Linked DNA regions of Mus musculus: all the other regions are linked to region 5. Evidence: chromatin contacts called from public Hi-C data. All regions are on one chromosome and are shown on one strand. Each heading gives the region's core, a stretch centred on a gene start, on an enhancer-like site or on the middle of the called end of the contact. The rest is flanking DNA. Distances are from core to core; before and after follow the strand shown. Region 1 holds the start of Ndufb5 (NADH:ubiquinone oxidoreductase subunit B5). Region 2 holds the start of Larp1b (La ribonucleoprotein domain family, member 1B). Region 3 holds the start of Mfn1 (mitofusin 1). Region 4 holds the start of Actl6a (actin-like 6A). Region 5 holds the start of 1810062G17Rik (RIKEN cDNA 1810062G17 gene).

Region 1 (4,415 bases), core at 1,743-4,242, 3.7 Mb before region 5:
TCACAGACAATGACTATGACCATTCTATGTGTCTCACCAGATTTGACTTTTTCTTCCCCCCAATTCTTTGGGTCATCAAAAAATTCTTCCAGTCCTTTCCTTGACAACGTGGTATGAAGTAATTTACACTGGAGAAAAGATGTGACATGTGGTGTGTTCTTATGTAACAAACTAAGAGAAGACCTGCAACTGAACACAAGTAAAGAACAAAGTTTATAACGTTCAGTCTTTATTAGCAAGAAACATTTGTTTATTACAATGTCAAAAATTCTACACAGGATATTTACCCCAGTATTGGTAAGCTTTTTAAGTGCATGAGAAAGTATTTTTTATTGTACAGATGGCTACCCTATAGTTTCAGACAACAGATGTACATAATTATATATGTCTATCTTTTTACTGTTAGCGCATGTGTGTGTGAGTACGTGCTTTCACGTGCCATGACACACATGTAGCGGTCAGAAGACAACAGGAGTGCTGGTTCTCTTCCACCTCATGGAGGCACAGTCTTTCTCTTTTATGCTGCTGTGCTGAGTATTCAGGATAGCAGGCCTGAGAGCTTTTATGTTGCTGTGCTGAGTACTCAGGATAGCGGGCTTGAGAGCTTTTGAGTGCTTCCTCCTCCTCTCCCTCCCGTCTGGGCCCAGGAATTCGGGAATTGGATGGAGATGCGCCCAGTCACTGCGCCCAGTTTTTACTGCTTAGCTTCCTTGGCTCAAACCGAGGTCACCAGGCTTGAGTGGCAAGCACTTTTTACCTCCTGAGCCACCTTGCTGACCCCACAATTATATTTTAGAGTAACAGTTTTTAGGTGCTTCCTCCACTGTAGCAACTAAATTTATGAACAGATCAAAACCATTCTGAACGTCAATGTGGCAACATTCAAAAGGCTCAATGCTCTCTCCTTTAATCCCGGAGTTCTGTGTCTGGAAACTTTTACACAATAGACACAGACACAACAGGCAGGAGCTCACCGGTGAAGATATCTACAAAGGCATTAAATTTGGTATTAAAGAGTTACATTAGTTACATAAACATACCATGCTTTATAGCTGCATGAAAATCTTATGCATAATTATATATATATTTAGAAATTATGTTTCTAAGAGCACTTAATGAACTGATAAAATGATCTTAAAACACAATGTAAAATGTTTCACAAGTGCTGTCTTCCAAACCAAGAGTATTTGACTGGAGTTTATGTTTGTTTTCCTGTGTACTGAGGATTAAGCCCAGGGCCTCAGGCATGCTAGGTACTCTACCACTGAGCTATGTCCATGACTCCTGACTTGAAACTAATTATGAAGAAATAAACAAAGCAAAACAAAACAAAACAAAATCCTACCCCAAATTGCCAGTGTGATGACAAAGGAAAAAAGAAACACTGGACGAATGGCAACTATTGCACTAAATGATCCTTCACTGGATCCTGAAGCAAAGAATGGAACTGAATGGAGACAATGAAGCGGAAAGAAAAAAGGGAAGGGATTAGTAGAGCAAGTCCTATTTTTATTTTGGATTATATGCTAAATAATAACACTGTATTCCACAGTGTGACCACAGGGTCATACTTAGTAAGGCAATGTCCTTGGGTCTATGATTGAATTTTGACCTCTGTCCAACAGTGCAGAAAAAGAGCATAAATCCAGGGATCTTGAAAAATGTGACAACTGTCAATGACTGGCTACTATGGGTTAAGGGTATATTTTGACTATTACTCTAATAATGTTTCTGTTGTCCTGGGGAAATGATGGAAAATCAAGTGTATACCTGCAACATTAAAAAAGAAACGGCAATGTGTTCTATGAATGCATAACTGGTTTTACTGTCTTCAAAATATTTTGCCTCTTTTCTGAGTGATAGGTATTCATTTTTTACAAAACACACACACACACACACACACACACACATACTGAAATAATTTCATTAACAAATTTAAGGTTTATGTATCTGAATGTTTTCCCTGCATATATGTGCACCATGTGTGTGCCTGATACCGTCAGAGGTCAAGGAAGGCATCAGATCAAGATAATGGAAGACGAAATCATTTATTCAAGTTTGCCACCCTGATCAAATTACAACTCTGCAAGGTTTTAAAAAGCTAATTTGCAAAGTTAGTGTAATAATATAGAAGAGACTGCTTCCTTCAATTAATCTGCTCTCTACTATTTCTAAAACTCGGCTCCCTGTTGGCAAGTGTCAGTGAAGAGTAAGCTGTCATTCTCACACTCGCAGACGCAGCTTCTGTTGCCGTAGCTACGCTCATCACTTAACATCTGCCGGACAATCTGTGTACAAAGACGCCGAGGGAAGCCTTCCGTTCACAGCTCAGGACTCCTCGGAAACCTCCCTCCCAACCGACCCAGCCCCAGGACACTGCGAGTCCGAGGAAGCACCGAGCAGCGGATGCTCCCACCGCCCGCGGCGACAGAACGCAGGAGGACTAGTGCGCCAGGATAGGCGACTGCAAGGTCACGCTCTCTGCCTCCGCGGTGGCCTGTCTAGAGCTCTGTTGCATCCTGCAAGAAGCGCCCAAAGGCGGAGGCAGTCATTTCTTCTCTCACCACTTACCCCGAGTGAGCAGCGTCCTTGGGATTTACTAGGGAACAAGCTGCCTTCAGGAACGCTGAGGCTCTTCTACAAATACCCACTAGACTGGTCGCAGCCATGTTTCTAATGGAGACCCACAGTGTCGGTGTCCACGAGGTCACTTCCGCTGGCGGCGTGAGGCAAGTGAAGCAAACAGGAACAGGCTTTGCCCTTACTAAACATGGCCGCTCCCACGGCTCTCGCTTCAATCTCCCAAGTCTGCCATAGAGTTTACAGGGCTCTCTTTGGGCGCCCCACCTACAATGTCGTCACTTTTGTCCGCCAGCGCCTGCCTGTGAAGCTCGCAGGAACGGGCCGCTGCCCTCACTCAATATGGCCTCCTCTAGCGTTCGCCCTCACTGGTGGATTGTCCCTCCCGGCTCCCTTAGCCCTCCCCACTTCCTTCCGTGGCCGGTGTAGCCATGGCGGCCATGAGCCTGCTGCAGCGGGCTTCGGTCTCCGCGCTGACAGCGCTGTCTTGCCGCCGCGCTGGTCCTAGACTCGGAGTCGGAAGTTTTCTCACGCGGAGCTTTCCGAAGACTGTCGGTGGGTGGCGGCCTCGGAGACGCGGGTGAGAGGTGGGAGGGCTGTTTCCAGGTGACCTTGGGGACCTCCGAGGGAGAGAGCGGGGACAAAGTCGGCCTGGGGCTCTCGTGTGAAGAGCTGCTGCAGATCGGATGGCCTTGTTTAAGCTCAGCGTTTGCGAAGCGCCTTGCCACGCCATGCTGGGCGCTGCTCCCTCGCTGCCAGGCTAGGCAGGCATGGAGCTGCTGCCCGCGTCTCCAAGGGCAACTGCACACACTTCGTTGTTGAGACAGGGTCTCGGGGATCCGAGGCTGCACTTGTCCCGGCTCCCGAGGGCTGGGATTGCAGGCTTGCACTGCGTCGCTGGGCTCAGGGCAGAATCAGGGTGCGTGGCACCTGCAGCTGGTTCCAACCCGCAGATAGGAAGTTGCTGAGAAGCGCACTGAAGTGAAGGCTGTCATGGTGTTCCTAGGCACGAGTGTAAAAAGGCTCCAGGTGACAGGCCCGTTAGGCACGGTAATAACTGTGTCCGTGGACCTCACAACATCATAGAAGGCCACGAAAATATTTTATGTTTGTTTTTTTTTTTAAAAGACTAGTGCGAGTGAATGTGTAAAGTTGGGTTCAGCCCAGATTGTATCTGCTGTATGTTAATGCAGTCATGCTTTTCATATGACCTGCGGGTCGCGACCCCTTCATAGGGGTCACCTAAGACCGTAGGAAAACACAGATGTTCACATTGTGACCCATAACAGTAGCAAGATTACAGTTATGGAGTAGCAGTGAAAATAATTTTATAGTTGGAGGTCACAACACAAAGAACTGCATTAAAGGGTTGCAGCATTAGGAAGGTTGAGAACCACTGTTCTCTTAGAAAGGAGCCTAAGAGGGGTAAAGAGCTCAGGTCTCAGGACAGTCATAGAGAGGGCCTTGGTTAGAGATATACAATTTGCCTTGTCTAATATAGAGAAAGACACACACACAAATTGCCCTAAAGCCTATTATATTGAGGCAGTATGCATAGGGACCTTCTGGAACATGCTGGAAAGGATCAGTGCATTTAAAATACCCAGCAGGAATTTACACTGAAGGCAGACTCCATGTGCTGACACTTCTTGGTCATATCCTTTTGACATCACTTTTTTATTGTAAATATCCTCAGATACACAAGTAGAGATCCCTTGAACCCTTCCCCAGAAGTGCTGACTGTAGTCTAGCTGAGCTGAGCTGAGACTCCGTGGTCCCTCTCTTCCTGGACTATTTCTCACTCCTGCAGTTCCGAGAGAACCACGGGGAGCCGA
Region 2 (4,492 bases), core at 200-2,699, 4.5 Mb after region 5:
AAGCCTGAAGCGTTTCACCTTAGCGCAAATGGACTTTCTGGTCCTCCTGGTTCCTGAAGATTGTCCTCCTAGTCCCTGGGTCACAGACGTAAGATGCTCCCCAAGCGTAGCAGGTTCATCCTCGCGATCCGCTAGGGCGGGGCTCTCATCAAACCATGCCCGCCGCATTCGGGAAGACTCCACAGGCCGCGGTCGCCCGCAGCGTTTAGGGAATGCCCGCAAGTGGCCACGTCACTTTCCAGGGTGCCCGCCCCCTAACCTGCCTCGCCCTCTACCCGCCCCGCCCCTCACCCTGACTGGCCCTCGCCCTGGTCCTTGGGCACCTGGCCTACTGAACGCTGATTATCTTGGCTCTTGCCTACATCACGCCCCGCCCACTGGCACGCCTTTCCCCTTGCGCGCCCCGCCTCTTGGACGCCTCCGCCTCCGCACGCCCAGCCCATCGGCCCGCCTCAGCCTATAAACGCCCCGCCTACCTGGCCACCCCGCCCATTGGCCCTCCTCGCCCTCTGTACGCCCCGCCCAGTAGCCTTCCTCGCCCTCTGCACGCCCCGCCCCTGGCTGCCTCGCCCTCTGCATGCCCCGCCCTCAGGGACAGTTACCGGCTCAGGCCGCGCGCGCCTCCGCAGCTCGCCAGAGATCCTTCAGACTGGCTGGAGCGCCGCGTTGTCGCCCGCGCCCGCTGAGGGCTCGCGGCTCGGGCGCGCCCGGCGCGAGTGGCGAGCTCCGGCCGTGCGCTGCGACGAGGCCAGGCGGCGGGCGGTTAGCGCTCCGCTCGGCGGGCGGGGAGGACGGGCACGCCGGGCGCTGCACGCCTCGGCGGGCGGGTTCCGCGTCCCAGGACCGAAGCGGGTCGGTGCCCCCGTGTGGAGAGAGGGGCGGCCGGGCTCCCTGGACCCGGACGGCCCCCGGCTGGGCAGGAGGCTGGGGCCAGGGGCCGGCCATGTCCGCTCGCGCCCCGGTGCCCGCCGCTGCCACCCGGGAGGACCCGCCCGCCGTGGCCGGAGACCGGGACGCGCTGTTGGCAGCGACGAGCCGGCGGGCGGAGCAGCCGGCGCCCGGCGAGCGGGAGGGCAAGGAGGCGAGGGAGGAGCGGGCCGCGGCCGCCACCAGCGCGGGTGCGCGGGGAGAGCCGTCGCCGGCGCTCGTGCTGGGACACAGCGTGCCGCAAGCGGCCGTGCCCGTGAGGCCGCTGGCGCTGCACCTGGCGCACAAGGCGCGTGCGCCCGGGGGTCCCTTCGGCGGGGAGGCTCCGCCGCTGCCGCCGCCGCCTCCGCCGCCGCCACCACCACCGCCGCCGCTGCCGCCGCCAGCACCGCGGGACCCACCGGAGGACGCCCGCGAGGACCCAGCGGCAGCCGGCCCGGAGGACAAGCCGCCGCCGCCGCCGCCAAAGGGGAACCCGTGGACCAAGAAGCTGCCGCAGCACCTGTCCACCGTGGGCACCGGCGTGCCGTCGCCCGCTCAGGACTCCCCGGAGGCCGGTGAGTGCGGTCCGCGGGAGGTGTTTGGTTCCTAGGTGTCATTCACCGTGCCGATTTACATAAATGGACATCTAGGAGAGGGAGCGACAGGAAGAGGTGGGACCTCAGGTTCTCCTTGACGGGTAGGGGCACGACGTGGGTGACTGGGCAGCGGGGCTGTGCTGGGCTCGTGCCTTCACGTGTCGGCGTCCTAGACGCGGTGAATACCGTGGAAAAGTTTCCGGGAACTTGACACAGAGTAGAGGCGAGTCGGGACGAGCGGATTTGTAAGTGGAAGTCCGATTGGGCTGGCTCCTGAAGTGAGGTGGTGAAACGAAAGTCTCGAAAAGCTGCTAGGTAGATGTGGCTGTGAAGGCAGCTGGTATTAGGTGTTTTTGCGGTTGTGTGGTTGTGTTTCAGAATGCCTGACACAGGACAGTTGATTCAGAGTCCGGATCGCACAGCTGGTCCCACGGTAGCCTGCGCGTTAGCAATTGGGTTGTGCCTTTGCGTTCGAATGCTGACCCATGCAATATGGCCCTTGGGGCTTTATTTGGGTTGCAGCAACTGCAGTTAGAAAGTAAAATGAAGACTGGCTTGTATTTGGTGGCGTATGCCGATTGATGTAGAGGATTAGGCGTTCGAAGAGAAGTCAAAAAGAAAAAAGTTAGAATGGAAATGCTGAGTAAAACTCTCCTTTTTCTTTTTTTTTCTTTTTTTAATAAAACTGCACTAAAATAACTGAACTTTTCTGTGGGAATTGCGGCTGTTTTGTTGGCAAGTTTTCGCTGGTCTGGGGAGAGTTGGTGGAACAGCCGAAGTTTGAGCATGTTTATGGGGTTGTGAGGGTCAAATGCGGTGAAGGGATCCTGTACAATTGTGATTGTTTTATCTCTCCTGTAGGGGGAGATAAATGTTGAACCAATTTAGTTTCTTAGGTTTTGCACGCAGAACCAATTTAGTTTCTTAGGTTTTGCACGCAGAAATGCTCACTAACTTATTTGCTTTTGTTATTTTGCTTGCTTTTTGAAACACTATCTACTTGTGTAGCCCAGGGGGTTGTGGAATTCTTGATCCTCACGTCACTGTCTTCTTCAAGATACTGGGATTATAGACATTCTGCTCTCCTTATTAATTCTTACTAAATTTTGACACCTTAAGGAAAAACAAAACAAAAGCACTGAGTTTTGCTCTCCATCTTGTATTAGTACAATTCTGGCCTGCTGAAAAGAGCAGTTTACTACCATTGCTAAATAAGTGAAGAGAACATGGTATATCAAGTCTTCTTAAAATTTCGTAGAGAAACCTGTTGATCACTCTGTTACCCCTCCATATCTAGATTTACACAGAGTACTAGGCATTATAATATTTATTGAACTATGAAATATTAATCGAGTTTTTTGTGTGTTTGTTTTTGTTTTGTTTGTTTGTTTGTTTTGTTTGCTTTTCGGTTTTTGGAGACAGGGTTTCTCTTTACAGCCTTGGCTGTCCTGGAACTCACTTTGTAGACCAGGCTGTCCTCGAACTCAGAAATCCACCTGCCTCTGCCTCCCGGGTGCTGGGATTAAAGGCATGCGCCACCACCGCCTGGCTCCGAGTTTTTATAAACTCAGTTTTCTAGACTTTAAAACGTTTCAAAGTGAAACTGGAGATTCTTTTCCCCCCTCATGGGGATGAGCCTAGGGCTTTGTGCTTGCTGGGCAAGTGCTTTATCATCAAGCTGTATGTGCAGATTTTCTAGCCCCTCCCCCCAAGAATTTTATTGCAGATTACTTGGAAAAATATTTGACAGTTTAACCTACTTGTGCCTTGGATCTCCAGTCCTCCTTAGATTAAGGATACAGTGACTTACTGGGAGTGTGGCCCATACCTATAATTCCAACAAGGGGATTATGAGCTTGAAGCCAGCCTGGATTACACTCAAGACCAAGGTCTCAGAAAATCAGAAGCCAGGCCTTTAATTCCAGTACTTTTGAGGGAATGGCAGTGGATCTCTGAATTCAAGGTCAGCCTAATCTACTACTTAGTTTCAGGACAGCCAGGGCTATGTAGACAGACCTTTCTCAAATTCAAAAGGAGCTCTAGTTGCACCAATGTTTCTGTATTAACAACTCTTACATCCTGGGGTCACTGCAGTACTGGGAATGCTTTTCCTCAGATCTGTGGCAGGGTGGCAGTGCTGACTCTTAAGCTGTTCTACAGTGTCTAATGGGTAACTTAGAGTGGTGGTGTAAGGAATGTACTGCTGAAAGAAATGGGTGATAGTATAGTTATTACTAACTAGCTAGTTGACTTTTGGCATTATTCTTGTAAATTAATGACATGGATAGGTTCATGTCTTCTATTTGTTGTTTGTTTTGATAAACATTTTTCTGAATTATAGAGGCTAGCAACAAACCCAGACCTCCATCTAGGCTGAGGTAATGGTCATGAAGGAGCCACGGCTCCCAAATCTTACTTAAAACAAGAGTGCTTTCTACATGCAAGCCAGATGCCATGCCCTCCTTCTTGTTTTCCTAAGAAAACTGAATAGGGTGGGCTACAGCTTGGACAGATAGCTCAGTAGTTAAAAGTGCTTACTGCTTTTGACAGAGCACCCATATCTGGGTCACCCAGTTATAGAGGATCTATTGCCCTTTGGCCCCTGAGGGTATCCTCACATGGGTGGTGCACATACACAAAAATAAAAATAAGGAATCTTCTAAAAGATGAAGTTTCAAAGGGGGGTGTGTGATAATAAGCTGTACAGTGGTACATGCCTATAGTCCAAGCTACTCGGAAGTTGAGACTAGAGGGTCAACTATACCTTGTAGTTTGAGACCAGCCAAAGCAATATAGTGAGGTGGTAGGGCTGCTGAGGTGGCTCAGAGCTTAAGAGTGCATAGTGCTTTTTTAGAGGATATGTGTAATTGCAGCTCCTAAGAAACTCAACACTCTCTTCTTACCTCCTTGGGCACCTGCACTTACATGCACATACACAGAGATAAACACATAATTAAAGTAAAATAAATATTTGAAAAATATGAGTC
Region 3 (4,020 bases), core at 1,372-3,871, 3.9 Mb before region 5:
GGGACATCAGGAAGAGCAGTCAGTGCTCTTAACTGTTGAGCCATCTCTCTAGACCCAAGACTCTTTTTTTTTTTTTTTTTTTTTTGGTCAATAATTTTAAATGGTCATTTTTGTGTGTTTTAGTGTTAGGATTGGCCTACTTTACTTTTTACTGCTATGACAAACACTATGACCAAAAAGCAACTTGGGGAAGAAAGGGGTCTTCCTGTTTTTGTTTTAGTTTTCTTTTTCTTTGTGTGTGTGTGTGTGTGTGTTACCTTAAACTTTATAGTCCATCATTAAGAGATGCCAAGGCAGGAACTGAAGCAGAGTTCAGTAAAAATACTGTTTACTAGTTTATTCTCCATGCCTCACTCAGCTTGCTGTCTTATACAACCAAGGAGCACCTGCCCAGGGGTGACACCTTCCAAAGTGGGCTGGGATCTCACACATTAATCAACACAATGCCCTACAGACTTGCCCAGAGGCCAATTATTTGAAGACAGTTCCTCAATTGGGTGTTCCCTCTTCCCTGATGACTCCAGTTTATGTCAGTTGTCACTGGGATTGGACTCTGGACTTTGTGCACACTAAACACACTGTCACTGAGTTATTCGCCAGCCCCTAGGTACTGACCTGTCTTTGCTGTGCTTTGCATAGTATGTGCACACGTGTGAGTACATTAGCCGCTAGAGATCAACAGTGAGCAACGTTCACTATCAGTCTCCACCTTATTTTGGAAACAGTCTTTCTTTTTTGTTTTTTGTTTGTCAAGACAGGGTTTCTCTGTGTAGCACTGGCTGTCCTGGAATTCACTCTGTAGACCAGGCTGGCCTCGAACTCAGAAATCCTCCTGCCTCTGCCTCCCAAGTGCTGGGTTCAAAGGTGTGTGCCACCATGCCTGGCAAGTCTTTCAAAGAACTCAGCTCACTGATTTGCTAGCCTGGCCAGCCAGCTCCAGAGATTTCCCCACCCCCAGCATTATTGTTTTCCCCATGAGTGGCTAGAGATCTGGATCCAGGTCTTTATGCCATCACAGCAAGAACTTTACTGCTTGAGCCTTCTCCCCAGTCTCTTAAGTACTGATCCTTATTGGCTATATACCCTGGAAATAGGCAGTTCAAGGCCAGCCTGGTCTATGGAGTGAGTTCCAGGGCTACACAGAGAAACCCTGTCTCAAAAAGAAAAAAATCATTTTAAAAAATCTGGCCTGGGAGGCAAAGGCATTGGATCTCTGTGAGTCCAAGGCTAACTTGTTCTACATAGTGAGTTCCAGGACCCAGGACTGTCTATATAAAATGACACTGTCTCCAAAAAACAACCCAAAACAAAAATCTTCAAATTTAGGCAGAGTGAGAGCACAGATCTGAATTCTAGCACTTGGGAGGCTGTGACAGCGGGTTTGTGAGTTCTTTTTGTTGTTGTTTTGTTTTGTTTTGTTTTTTGTTGTTGTTTGTTTGTTTGTTTGTTTTTTTTGGAGACAGGGTTTCTCTGTATAGCTCTGGTTGTCTTGGAACTCACTTTGTAGATCAGGCTGGCCTCAAACTCAGAAATCTGCCTGTCTCTGCCTCTCGAGTGCTGGGATTAAAGGTGTGTGCCACCACGCCCAGCTCATGCTTGTTTTTTTAACTCATCCATTTTAGCACTGTCCTTCCTATGTGTCTTGGACAGTTTTTCTCCAGATATTCCCAGTAACAGTCCTGAAATGACCTGAGAAATGACATCCTTTCAGAAAACACATACCTCTTTGGCTCCACCTTGCTCATTTTTCTTCACTCTATCCTCTTGTCCTGATCTCCCCCCCCCCCCATAATAGCAGTCATAGTCTGAAATGATCTCATTCACTGTATTTATCCAACTTTTTTATCCAACTTTTATTTTTATTTATCCAACTTTTGCAGGTGCCCATCAATGTTTTAAGCACTTTACACCCTAACCCATTTACTTTCCCACAATTCATGAAGTAGGCATTTTTAGTATTTTATAGATGAGGTAGCTGCCATTCATATGGATAAAGGGGCTTCCCTGGCAAAAGCATCTCATTTGCTAACTCTGTAAAGAACCTCTCAGGACACATGCTGTGAAACCTCTCTTGGAAGGTGGAACATGTAGAGTCCTTGGGCTTCACCCTCGATCAATCAATCAATGGTTTAACAAGATTCCCAGGTGATTCCTAACAAAGTTTAAATCATGAACAATTAATTTTCTTGAGTAATACCTCTTACAGTAAGTAGACACACACAGCTCACTCCAGTAACCCCAGAAAACCAATCAAGACCAGAGCAATTGGAAAAGTCAAAGTTTTGACGACCCCCCCCCCCCCCCCCGCATGATAAACATCTATGTGGTTTTGGGGTACTTCTCCCCCTACACCCTCAGATAACCATGGACATCTTTTCACACTTGGCGCCTTTGAGCTTTGAAAACTCTGAAGGGAAAAACCAAGGGGAGGAGTTGGAAGGTGGAACAGAAAACAGCCCAGTGGTTAATAAGAACTCCTGCCCAAAACAAACCTCGCCTTCAGCCCTGAAGGAAAATGGCGCCCGCAATATATGCAGTTCTGGTCTCGAAGCGTCAGCCAATAGGAGATCCGAAGCGCCGGAAGTAGCCGCCCCTAGCCCCTCCTCTGGGCACCTCCCCTCTTTCGGGAGGATGAGACAGCCAGGGGGCTGTGGCGGAGCTGTGGTTGCTGGGTGACAGTGGGGAGCAGGGACGGAGTGAGTGTCCGCTGGCGGGTGGCGACGTCCGGGGTGACCTTCGAGCTCCGGACCGGCGCAGCGCGAGCGCCCTGACGGGCCGGGGCGGCGGGCCGGGCAAGGGCGACGGGCGGCCAGCCTGAGGGAAGGCCCTGTCCAGGTAGGAATCCACCCGGCTGGGCAGGCTCTCGGCCCACGCGGCTTCCTCTCCCCACGCACCTCCTCCGCGCCGTCAGTTCAGGATTCCGGAGGGAGCCACCCTCCTGGTGGCCACGGCGCTTCTTTTCACGCACACCAGCGTTAGCGTGTGCTTGTCTTTGGTGGCTTTTCATAGGAGCTTCCAGGTAGAACGTCTTTTACTTTAAATTCAACATTCCTTTAAGTTTGGGGACTTTGGCTTGAAGCCTTCCTTCATGCCTTCTTTAAGTCTTGACTCCGTAATTGTGACGAAAGCTGCTACCTTCTTGGTGTCTGTACTGCATTAAGACTTGGGCATTCTTTTATTTTCTTCGCTAACTGGGAAACTTAGTTTAGCTAAACTAGTTTCATCTTCACTCGAGGAAAATAAATTAGGGATTACAACCAAGATTTTTGTTACTAGCTTTTACCGATTTTACATTTATTTACATATCTACTCTTCCAGGATTGAAGATTGAGCCCCTCCCAGGTCTCCCATGCTAGGCAAATGCCATTGTATCCCTAAACCGGTTTCTAAACTGAGTGTCACTGAGAGACCCAGGCAAGCCTTGATCTCACTCTGTTGCCTCTTGTAGACTTGAATTTTCAGCTTTTCCTGTGTGACACTCCTGAGTAACTGAATTACAGGTAACATGACAGGAGGCAAATTTCTCTTTTTTTAATGGGAGATCACTCGAGAGTAATCTTTGGTTTCTGACTAACATGGTTTCTGTAAATAAATAAATAATACTAAAAAGTATTTTATCTATTTGGCCAGGTTAATTTTTTGCTATTAGGAAATTGAGGCATGAACTAGCAGGTATCAGACTAAGCATGATTTTAAATGTTTGCTCTGTTTTTAGATTTTTTAATGTGTATGTTTTTCTTCCATATACGGATGCATGTTTCACCACAGTTTCTGCGCAGTGCCCTTGAGGTCAGAATAGGGCATAAGATCCCCTGGAACTGGAGTTACAGGTGGTTGTGAGCTACCAATTTAAGTCCTTCTGAAGAGCAACAAGTGTTTTAAAGCACTGAGACATCTGCCTAGCCCTGGAGGCATGCACATTTCATTTCTTCTTTCTTCTTCTTCTTCTTCTTCTTCTTCTTCTTCTTCTTCTTCTTCTTCTTCTTCTTCTTCTTCTTCTTTTGTTTTTGTTTTTGTTTT
Region 4 (3,983 bases), core at 576-3,075, 3.8 Mb before region 5:
ATCTGTAAATCCATCAAACTTGTAAATGAATTGCTAGATATTTAAATGATAGTGGTTTAACTGTACTACTATATATTATAAAGTAAAATAATATCTCTCCAATTTTTCATTATTGGAACCATAGTACTTATACATTTATCATGTATATATCTATTTGAGGCAGGGTCTTGCTATGTAGCCAGTATGCATCCCTTACTGGCCTGGAACTCACTATGTAGACCAGGCTAATTTCAAACTCACAGAAATCCACCTGCCTCTGCCTCTTGAATTCTGGGATTAAAACTGTGTGCCACAATGCCTGGCTTGGAACCACAGTCCATAATAACCTATCAGTTTTATTTAGTCAAACATGAAAACATGACTGGAAATAGAATTGTTTTGGGGTGCTGATCGGCAGTGAGCACTGATCATGGGGACCACAGTACACAGCACTGAGGCAGGCTGTGTTAGGTGTTGCATACATTGAGAAGTAAGCAACCCCTCCCACAGGTCACTTGGCAGTAATGTGCTCTACATCTTAACCAGACACATCACCTCAGGCACAGCTGTGAATAAGCTTGGCTATGCTCCAGTAAAACACAGCACAAGGTTTCTGACATGGGAGTATCATAGTATTCTTAAAACTGTTTTTGAATCATTTAAAATGTAGTAATACACACACGGTGGCATGTGCCTATAATTCCAGTACAAGGAGGCAGAGGCAGGAGGATTACAACTTGGAGACTAGCCTGGCCTACACAGTGAGACTTTCTCTCAAAAAACCCAAATCCAAACCATCACTGTCAGCTCACAGCACACAGTGTCAAGTGAACGGGAGAGCATTTTCTTACTAGCGTTATTCCTGAACCTATGACAGACAGGTCAATTCCTGCCACCTTAATGGCAGGGAAATGGATGAGAGTTTATTCAACCCACCTAAGGTTACAAGTAGCCACTATGTAGCTAGACCCTAGACACTTCAATTTAAGCACTGCTACCAGGTACAGAGCTACATTACACTTGAGCTTTGGAATGGCAGGACTGGTTTGGGCCTTTGGTTATATAGATCAGGCTATCTAAGGCCTAGAGAAGCAGAGGGACAAATTGTTGCAGTAATTTGGGGTAAGAAAAGACAGTGTTCTGGGCGACACTGATAGAGATGTAGACTAAGAACAGTAGACACGGATTGGGGAGGTATTTACAAATGGGTGCTTCCTTGAATAGTGCTCCACTTGCTTGGTGAATGATTTTCACAGAAATGAAAGAAACTGAAGTCATGATTTTTAAATGCTATCTAAATCTAGCTGGAAAAATGTACTGTCTTTTAATATAAATAGCCATTGTTTAAAATGATGGATCCTATTATTATATCTGATTTGCTGATTAATTCAAAGTGAAGTGCACATTTCTTTTTCAAGTATAAATGTTAGTTGAAGTATTTCTGCTTAAAAAAAAAAAAATTCCGAATTCATCACAATCAAAGGCCAGGGATCTCTCCCAGGTAACTAACTCAAGTTCCAGATTCCTTGCACTCAAGTTCCTTTGGCTCCTGGGGAGCAGCCATCCTTTAGAACCAGAGCGGTTGATGGCCTGAGGCAAGCCTCTTAATTCCCAGTACCTAATTAACTCACTCTCGAAACCCGGCCCACTCCTGCACCAAGCCCCTCCCACTCGCCCGCCCACCTAAGACTCCTCCTACTCTATTCGCGCGCGAAGCACAGCTCCACCCACTCCCCCCGCCTTGCTCCTGGAAGCTCGGTCCACCCTACCGGCCGCTCGCGAAGCTCCACCCACCTCACCCGCCCGCGAAGCTCCGCCCCCTCCTGCCCGTACCCCAACACCTTCCCTTCTTCTGTCGCTTCTCCCTCTCCCTGCCCCTACGGATGCCTTCCATTGGCTAAGACGGCTAAACCGCGCGGGGATGCAGCAGCGCCACACTCTGATTGGCTAATGACTAAGCCGGACCCTTTGTCATTGGTTGATACGAGAAACCAGCAAGAGTGGCTGTGCAGCGGGCGTGCGGCCGCTGCTTTGTTGCCGGAGGGGGCGGCGTTGGAAGTTGCAGGCTTGCGGGGCCGGCGTTCTCAGGGAGAGGAGTCACGCCGCTGTTATCTTTCGTCCGGTAGTCTTCGGCCAGTCCCCGCCAGACAGTAGCCATGAGCGGCGGCGTGTACGGCGGAGGTGAGTGAGCGCAGCGGCGCCTCGGGGCGTGCGGACCGGAACGACCGGCCTGGTCCCTAGTCGCTTCCGTTTCCCTCCGGTCCTCGGCGGGCCCTTCCGGTCTTTGGACGGTGCTTCCGGTCCCCGTATGGGCCACGGCCTCTCCTTCTCTTCGGACCCGGGCCGGCGCGCAATAGGTTTCCGGCTTGTCCCGTCGCTGCTCCGAGATGGCCTCAAGGAAGGGCCTTGGCGCGTCTTACCGGCTGGGCTCTGATGGCAGTCCCTGGCACGCCGGGTCCCTCACTGTACCGGTTCCGCCGCGCGTTGGTCCCGGGCAGCTCGCGGAGGTTCCGGGCCCCCGGGGTTGGCACTGGGTGCGAGTGGCGCCCGGTGTTGCGGCTGCTGCTCTGGGTCCTTCAGCAGCCACTACAGCCTGGACATCGTTCCAGGCGTGCTCGGTCCCCAGATGAGCGGATCCCTGAGGTACAGGCTGCAGTTCTCCTGTCCGGCTGGGCGGGAGCCTTTTCTAGATCGGCGATAACGAAAACAAGGCTTCTAAGTACTGTTTTGTTTAAGAGTAGTTACCTAGTTAGAGACTCTCCTCTAGGGGGGATGTTGACAGGAGATGGTGCTGCCATCCCTCACGTTAACGAAGAAAAAAATATTGGCAAGAGTTAAACAACCAGCTCAAAGTTTAAAGACTCGTTGTAAATTGGGAGCAAATTGCTTCTGGGATGAGGCAGGGGTATTCCTTTCTCTGCCGTGTACAGGTAACACGCACCCATCAAGAGTTAAATAGTATCCTCACACTAACAAATCTATATCTGCATTGAGTCAGTAGATCTGTGCCCACTCATTTTAACTGCTGTGTAGGGTTTTCTGAGAATAAACTATAGTAGTTTCTCTAGGAACGGTAGTCTTTTCCCTGGCAAGAAGTGTGACAGTAATAATTACCGTTAGCTAATATTTATCGGCTTATTGTTTGTCAGCACTGTAAGTGCTTTATACATTAAAACATTCAAGGCATTTAGTCATCCTATCCTATGAGGTAAGTATTAAATACATTTTTCGGATTAAACTGTAGCAGAGAAGTTAGTAAATTACCCATCTCACATAGTGTATTAGTCATTTTTCAGTTGCTGTGATTAAAAAAAAAAAAAAAACCAAGAAACAAAAAAACAAAATCAGCTTCTAGAAGAAAGAGTTTACTTTAGCTTATGATTCCAGAGAGGTAAGAGTCCAGTTTGAGAGAGGTATGGCAGCTAACAGCAGGCATGATGGTGGGGCAGGAATCTGGGCTCACGTGTCCAACCTCAAGCATGAAGCAGCTGGAAATAGTGGGGGCTTTAAACTCAAAGCCTGTCCCCCAGTGACAGCTTCCTACATCAAGGCCCACATCTTCTAAACCTCCATAAACAGCACCACCAACTGGGGCCCAGATGTTTAAATATCAGCGTCTATAGGAGACATTTTCATTCAAACAGTTGCATATGCATCTCCTTTTAAACTAGGAATTTCTCCAAACTGGGTATGTCTAAACTAAATAGCTCTGTGATTCTCTTTGGGTGCCTCTTTGTAACTAGCACCAAACTGGGTAGATTGGGCATAGATTGGCTTTAACTAGAGAAACAGAAGAACTTTTAAGGCCTTAGCATTTGAGTAATGTAGGTAAGTAGGATTAGTGTTTTAAATTTTGAGGGGGACCCCATTGAAAAACCAGTACTGAGAAACCCAAGTGCATTATCCTAGGAGGCCTGCTGTTTGGGGTGAAGTATTTGGAAAATATACATGGAGGCTTTTCTCTAAATTAGACTGAAAAAGATTGCCAGCTTTTTTCTTACCAC
Region 5 (4,197 bases), core at 93-2,592:
TCCAGGTATAACCACTTTGCCTCAGGGCGGAATATTTTAGGTATGATAACTTCTTCACATGACCAGCTTTGAAAAATTACTACATACGCTGGGCGGTGGTGGTGAAGGCTTTTAGTTCTAGCCCTCAGCAGAGGCAGTCTGTGAGTTCGAGGCCAGCCAAGGCAACACAGAGGAACCCTAGCTTGGAAAACAAAACAAAACAAAACAAAAATCAACTTTTCTTTGCTACAGTCTTGAAAAATACTAAGAGATCTCCTAAAACAATGACAACAACAAAAACCTATTCGGAAGTCAACTTCTGAAAGAATCCCAAGGCAAATTCAATTCAGAACTCGTTTTGCCAGTTCATTACTTTGGAAACCCAGCTTTTTGGTTCACTGCCTTTAGCAGAAAAAGAGAAAGAAAAGGCACAGTCGGTTCCTGTTAAATAAGTTGCGCCTTGCGCTGGAAAAAGCTCCCCTGAAGCACCATGGAGATTGCCCACGCACACCCAGTATTCAAACACAGGAAACTGCGGGAAAAATAAAAAAATAGGGGAAGCCAAAGGGCGTTCTCCTCACATGACCAAGAGAACTGTTCCTGCTCCGGATCTAATTTTGGCAACTCTGGATTTGGGGCGGCCTGATTCACATGCACCGGGGAGAAACACCGGCTGGTTCCGGACACTCCGGGGCGAGGGAGAAAACAGGAGAGCGCACACGGAGGGGGACACCCAAGAGGTCACAGAGAGGACACAGAGCGGGACACAGATGGGAAAGGCGAAAACCAAGAGACTGCGAAGGCAGCTGCCTTCAGAGAGGGTCCCGATCGCCCTGGTCGCGGTCACACGGCTTACCATGATGCTGTCGGTCAGGAGTGGACTGGAGCTGCAGGGAGAGGGGAAAAGAGAGACAGGGTCACTGGAGCTCTGGTCCCCTGACCCCAAAAGGGCCCTGAGCCCTTGGTGGAGGAGTCGCTCCCGGGACTACGGCCACTTACCAGGCAGTAGAGCGCAGGCTGCGGGTGAGAGCAGGACCGATGCACACGCCAAAGGACAAGGCAGTACTCTTCACAACTCCGTGCAACGGAAACGCCCTGGGCAGCCCAGCCTAGCCCGACCTGGCCCCGCCACGCCACGCCCCTGCCAAGATCACACACCCACCAGGGTCCCGCCCCCAGAGACGCTGCACTATAAGCCCCGCCTTGTCCCAGGCAGCTGCCACATCCCTGGATACGGTACTTTCCTCAGACAAGGCCACCCCCCTACCATGGCCACCTCCCTAATTAGGTCCCAGCCCGGGCCGCGCCCCCATCAGGACACGCCCTGCCACGTCCTAGCCTCTATGCTCCTGCGCCTGCGTGGGGCTTTTCGCTCACTCTTCGCTACGCTGGAGGCGCTGCAGGCCCAGGGGTCTGGGTGTGTCTAGAGAGTTAGGGACTGTCACAGCGGCACCTCACAGCGTCTTGCACCGCACTCTAAGCATGGGACAGTGAGGACCTTTTCCAGACTGCTTTCCAAGTGTTTCGTGCTAGTGTTTGCCTCTGGATGTCCGTGTAGCTGATGGGCAGCTCTTTTAAGAGCTGTACCTGGCAGTGTCAAAGCCTCAGAGCGGAAATGGTTTCACTTCCAAACTCAGCCTGTAACTTCAAAGACCCCAGGTGCAAGGTGACTAAGATGGAGCTTCCCCGCCCCCCCCCCGCCCGCCCCCAGGCCTAAAGACGCTGCAAAAGGATCGCGGATGTTCTAGAAGGATCAAAATCAGGTTTTTGAGCAAGAAGAAGCTAACCGAGGGTGGGGGTTGGGGGAGCCTTGCCACATGCTGAGTCTGGCCCTGATAGGTAGACTGATGGTTTTCTGGAAAAGCAGACAAAACTGCCGCTGAGGAGGGGAAGCCTGCCATTTTCCCTTGTGTACCCTTGTCCTATTGCTTTTCCTGTTCATGCGCCCCCTTCTCTGGGGACCTAGCCGCTCCCACAGCCTTAGACATTCCAGCACCTCTCCCAGGGAATTGTAATTTCTAGACTACTTTGGTTTTTGTTTTGTTTTGTTTTGTTTGCCTACACTAAGGGATCCTCTCACTTGACCCTTCAAGTACGGTTATGACTTCGATGCAACCATTTCCCTGCCTCCTCGCCCCCGCATTCCTTTAAGGCCCACCTATCTCTCAGTCGCTCACACTTATCTACTTTCTTTCTACTAGCATCTCCTTCAGTCTTTGACCTAAGTATTTTTTTTTCTTACATCTACTCAACTCCGTGTCCTCCTTCTCTGGAGTTAAGACCGCAGAAGCCTGTTTAACAGTGCTGTGGAAAACTGCCTTACGGCTGGCAGTGACTAGTGATCCGCCCTGCAGCCAAGGAGTAACATAAATTATTAGACCCAGACCTTTGATCTTCCCCAGCAAATGTTGCCTTTACATCCTATTACAATTAGCTTATTCACCTGGACCCCAGTCTGGAGGAGCAAGCTGACTTTCCGTGTTGAAAGGCAGAGCTCATGCATGAGAGGGCAGAGGAACACTATTTCCCAAGAAGGCTTTTCAGAAGCCTTTCCTACTAGAGGGAAGGAAGCCTGACTGAATGCTATTGAGTGTTCTGAGCACCTAGGAGACATTCATAAAATGGCCTACCTTAATATTCTAAATATAGCGTAGCACTGAGGAGAGGGCACACTGTGAAAGAAAGCACGAGATGCTGTAACTTGGTTTCTTACAAGCAATAGAATTTTATTTCTCAGCTGTTTGGAAGCTGGAAAATTCAAGATCAAGGCTCTGCACATTCAGGGTCTGGTGAGGGTCGGCTTCCTCAGAGAACCTCATCTCACTGAAGCATCACATGGCACAAGATGCTCACTGGCCTCTGAAGCCTCCTTTATCAGGGCATTACTCCCAATCACAAAGTGGAATGTCCATAATTTAACGCTTCTTAAAAGCAATCCTATGATCTTGGAAGCTGGGTTTTCAGCATATCAGTCTGGGAGTGATTCACCAGATGACATCTTCAGAACGGTGTCTGGAGCCACTATGCTAACAGCCTGTGGATGTGTTGTCCAAGAACTTAAAAGCAGAGACTCTGGAGATTCATAACATTAGATGCCCTTCCATTATTTTTATTCAAAACATTTGTATTTAACAAAAAATAAAAAAGCTAATCAACTTCCCAACAGGAGACTAGACTGTGGATCTTGGATAAATAATTACAATATGTCATAGGACTCTTTCAGAAAGAATGCTTTGGTCTTTAAAGGGCTAGCCAGGCCTAAGGGTGTAGGCCTATTGATGTAGCTGCTTAGGAATCTAAGTCAGGGAAATGAAAAAGTCAAAGTCAGTCTGGTCTACAGAGGGAGTTCAAAGCCAGCCTGGGGAACTTAGTGGGATTCTGACTTAAAATCCAAAGTAAAGTTAGGAAGGGGATGTAGCTCTGGGGTCCAGTGCTTTCCTACTGTGCACACGACCCTGGATTTGGTCCACAGTGCTGCAATAAACAAACAAACAAATAAATAAGCAATGAGAGGATCTTCAAAATACACTTAGGAAAGGACAGATATCCTGTGTCTCATTTGCTGCTGGACCTTGAGCCCCTCCCACAGTACAGGCCTTTGAGGAGTTCACACTAGTGTGGCTGTGAACAAAATGACCTAATGGCTCACAGCTTTAGGGACTCTGCTCCATGGTTGCTTGGCCCACACTCCTGGACAGACTATCATGTCGGCAGGAGTATGTGGTGAAAGAACTTCTTCGCCTCATGATGGACAGGGCAGAATGGGGAAGGAGACCAGATGTAATCTTCAAATTTCTATAATCTCCCCAAAATGGCACCACCAGCTGAGAACTATTAAACATAGAAGCCTATGGGAGACATTTCATATTTAAAGCATATGAATACATCAGAGCATGAATGCAGTGTAAAATGGGTTTATTGCCTTTCAACAAAGGTTACAACTTACCACAAATTCCTAGTATTCAGAATTATTAAGTGATATCAAAATAAACTTTGAGAGAACTTTCCTAGACGAATGGATGTATTCTCAGACAGTGTCTGAATCTGTAGAAGGCCATTCGTGATTAAAACTGTGTCTTATGATCATATTAGTATGCAACCTTGGATGGTGATTTGATTTTTCCCTTGTTTGGGGTATTGGCTGGAATTACAGGAGCTGCCTTCTTCAATTCTTGAAATAACAGAATGATTGACTTCAATTCCTCGTGCCTCTTTCTC

The links. Hi-C and Micro-C count contacts between places; a contact is called where the count stands out from the background.
Region 1: a contact with region 5 is called in a Hi-C map of regulatory T cells, with 3 times the contacts expected there. The contact joins the promoter of Ndufb5 here to the promoter of 1810062G17Rik in region 5. A contact is called at or near these places in 1 of 39 promoter capture datasets (pre-B cells) and 3 of 484 Hi-C or Micro-C datasets (CD4 T cells, CD8 T cells and regulatory T cells).
Region 2: a contact with region 5 is called in a Hi-C map of B cells, with 5 read pairs. The contact joins the promoter of Larp1b here to the promoter of 1810062G17Rik in region 5. A contact is called at or near these places in 4 of 484 Hi-C or Micro-C datasets (B cells, CD4 T cells, CD8 T cells and 1 more).
Region 3: a Hi-C map of CD8 T cells shows a contact between it and region 5, with 5 times the contacts expected there. The contact joins the promoter of Mfn1 here to the promoter of 1810062G17Rik in region 5. A contact is called at or near these places in 3 of 484 Hi-C or Micro-C datasets (CD4 T cells, CD8 T cells and uterus).
Region 4: a Hi-C map of regulatory T cells shows a contact between it and region 5, with 9 times the contacts expected there. The contact joins the promoter of Actl6a here to the promoter of 1810062G17Rik in region 5. A contact is called at or near these places in 3 of 484 Hi-C or Micro-C datasets (CD4 T cells and regulatory T cells).

What each region holds. Positions count from the first base shown.
Region 1 is chr3:32,734,071-32,738,485 of GRCm38.p6, forward strand. Ndufb5 (NADH:ubiquinone oxidoreductase subunit B5) reads left to right here and starts at 2,993. Exons shown (of 6, transcript NM_025316.2): 1 at 2,993-3,135. The coding sequence starts at 3,012. It overlaps Mrpl47 (mitochondrial ribosomal protein L47), which reads right to left and starts at 2,685. Exons shown (of 7, transcript NM_029017.2): 1 at 2,572-2,685; 2 at 38-189. The coding sequence starts at 2,669.
Region 2 is chr3:40,949,201-40,953,692 of GRCm38.p6, forward strand. It overlaps Larp1b (La ribonucleoprotein domain family, member 1B), which reads left to right and starts at 1,450. Exons shown (of 10, transcript NM_001040399.2): 1 at 1,450-1,484.
Region 3 is chr3:32,526,861-32,530,880 of GRCm38.p6, forward strand. Mfn1 (mitofusin 1) reads left to right here and starts at 2,622. Exons shown (of 18, transcript NM_024200.4): 1 at 2,622-2,835.
Region 4 is chr3:32,706,721-32,710,703 of GRCm38.p6, forward strand. It overlaps Actl6a (actin-like 6A), which reads left to right and starts at 1,826. Exons shown (of 14, transcript NM_019673.2): 1 at 1,826-2,160. The coding sequence starts at 2,136.
Region 5 is chr3:36,474,595-36,478,791 of GRCm38.p6, forward strand. It overlaps 1810062G17Rik (RIKEN cDNA 1810062G17 gene), which reads left to right and starts at 1,343. Exons shown (of 3, transcript NM_028183.1): 1 at 1,343-1,645. The coding sequence starts at 1,541. Anxa5 (annexin A5) reads right to left here and starts at 1,293. Exons shown (of 13, transcript NM_009673.2): 1 at 979-1,293; 2 at 836-866. The coding sequence starts at 838. Mir7009 (microRNA 7009) reads right to left here and starts at 930; the gene lies at 867-930.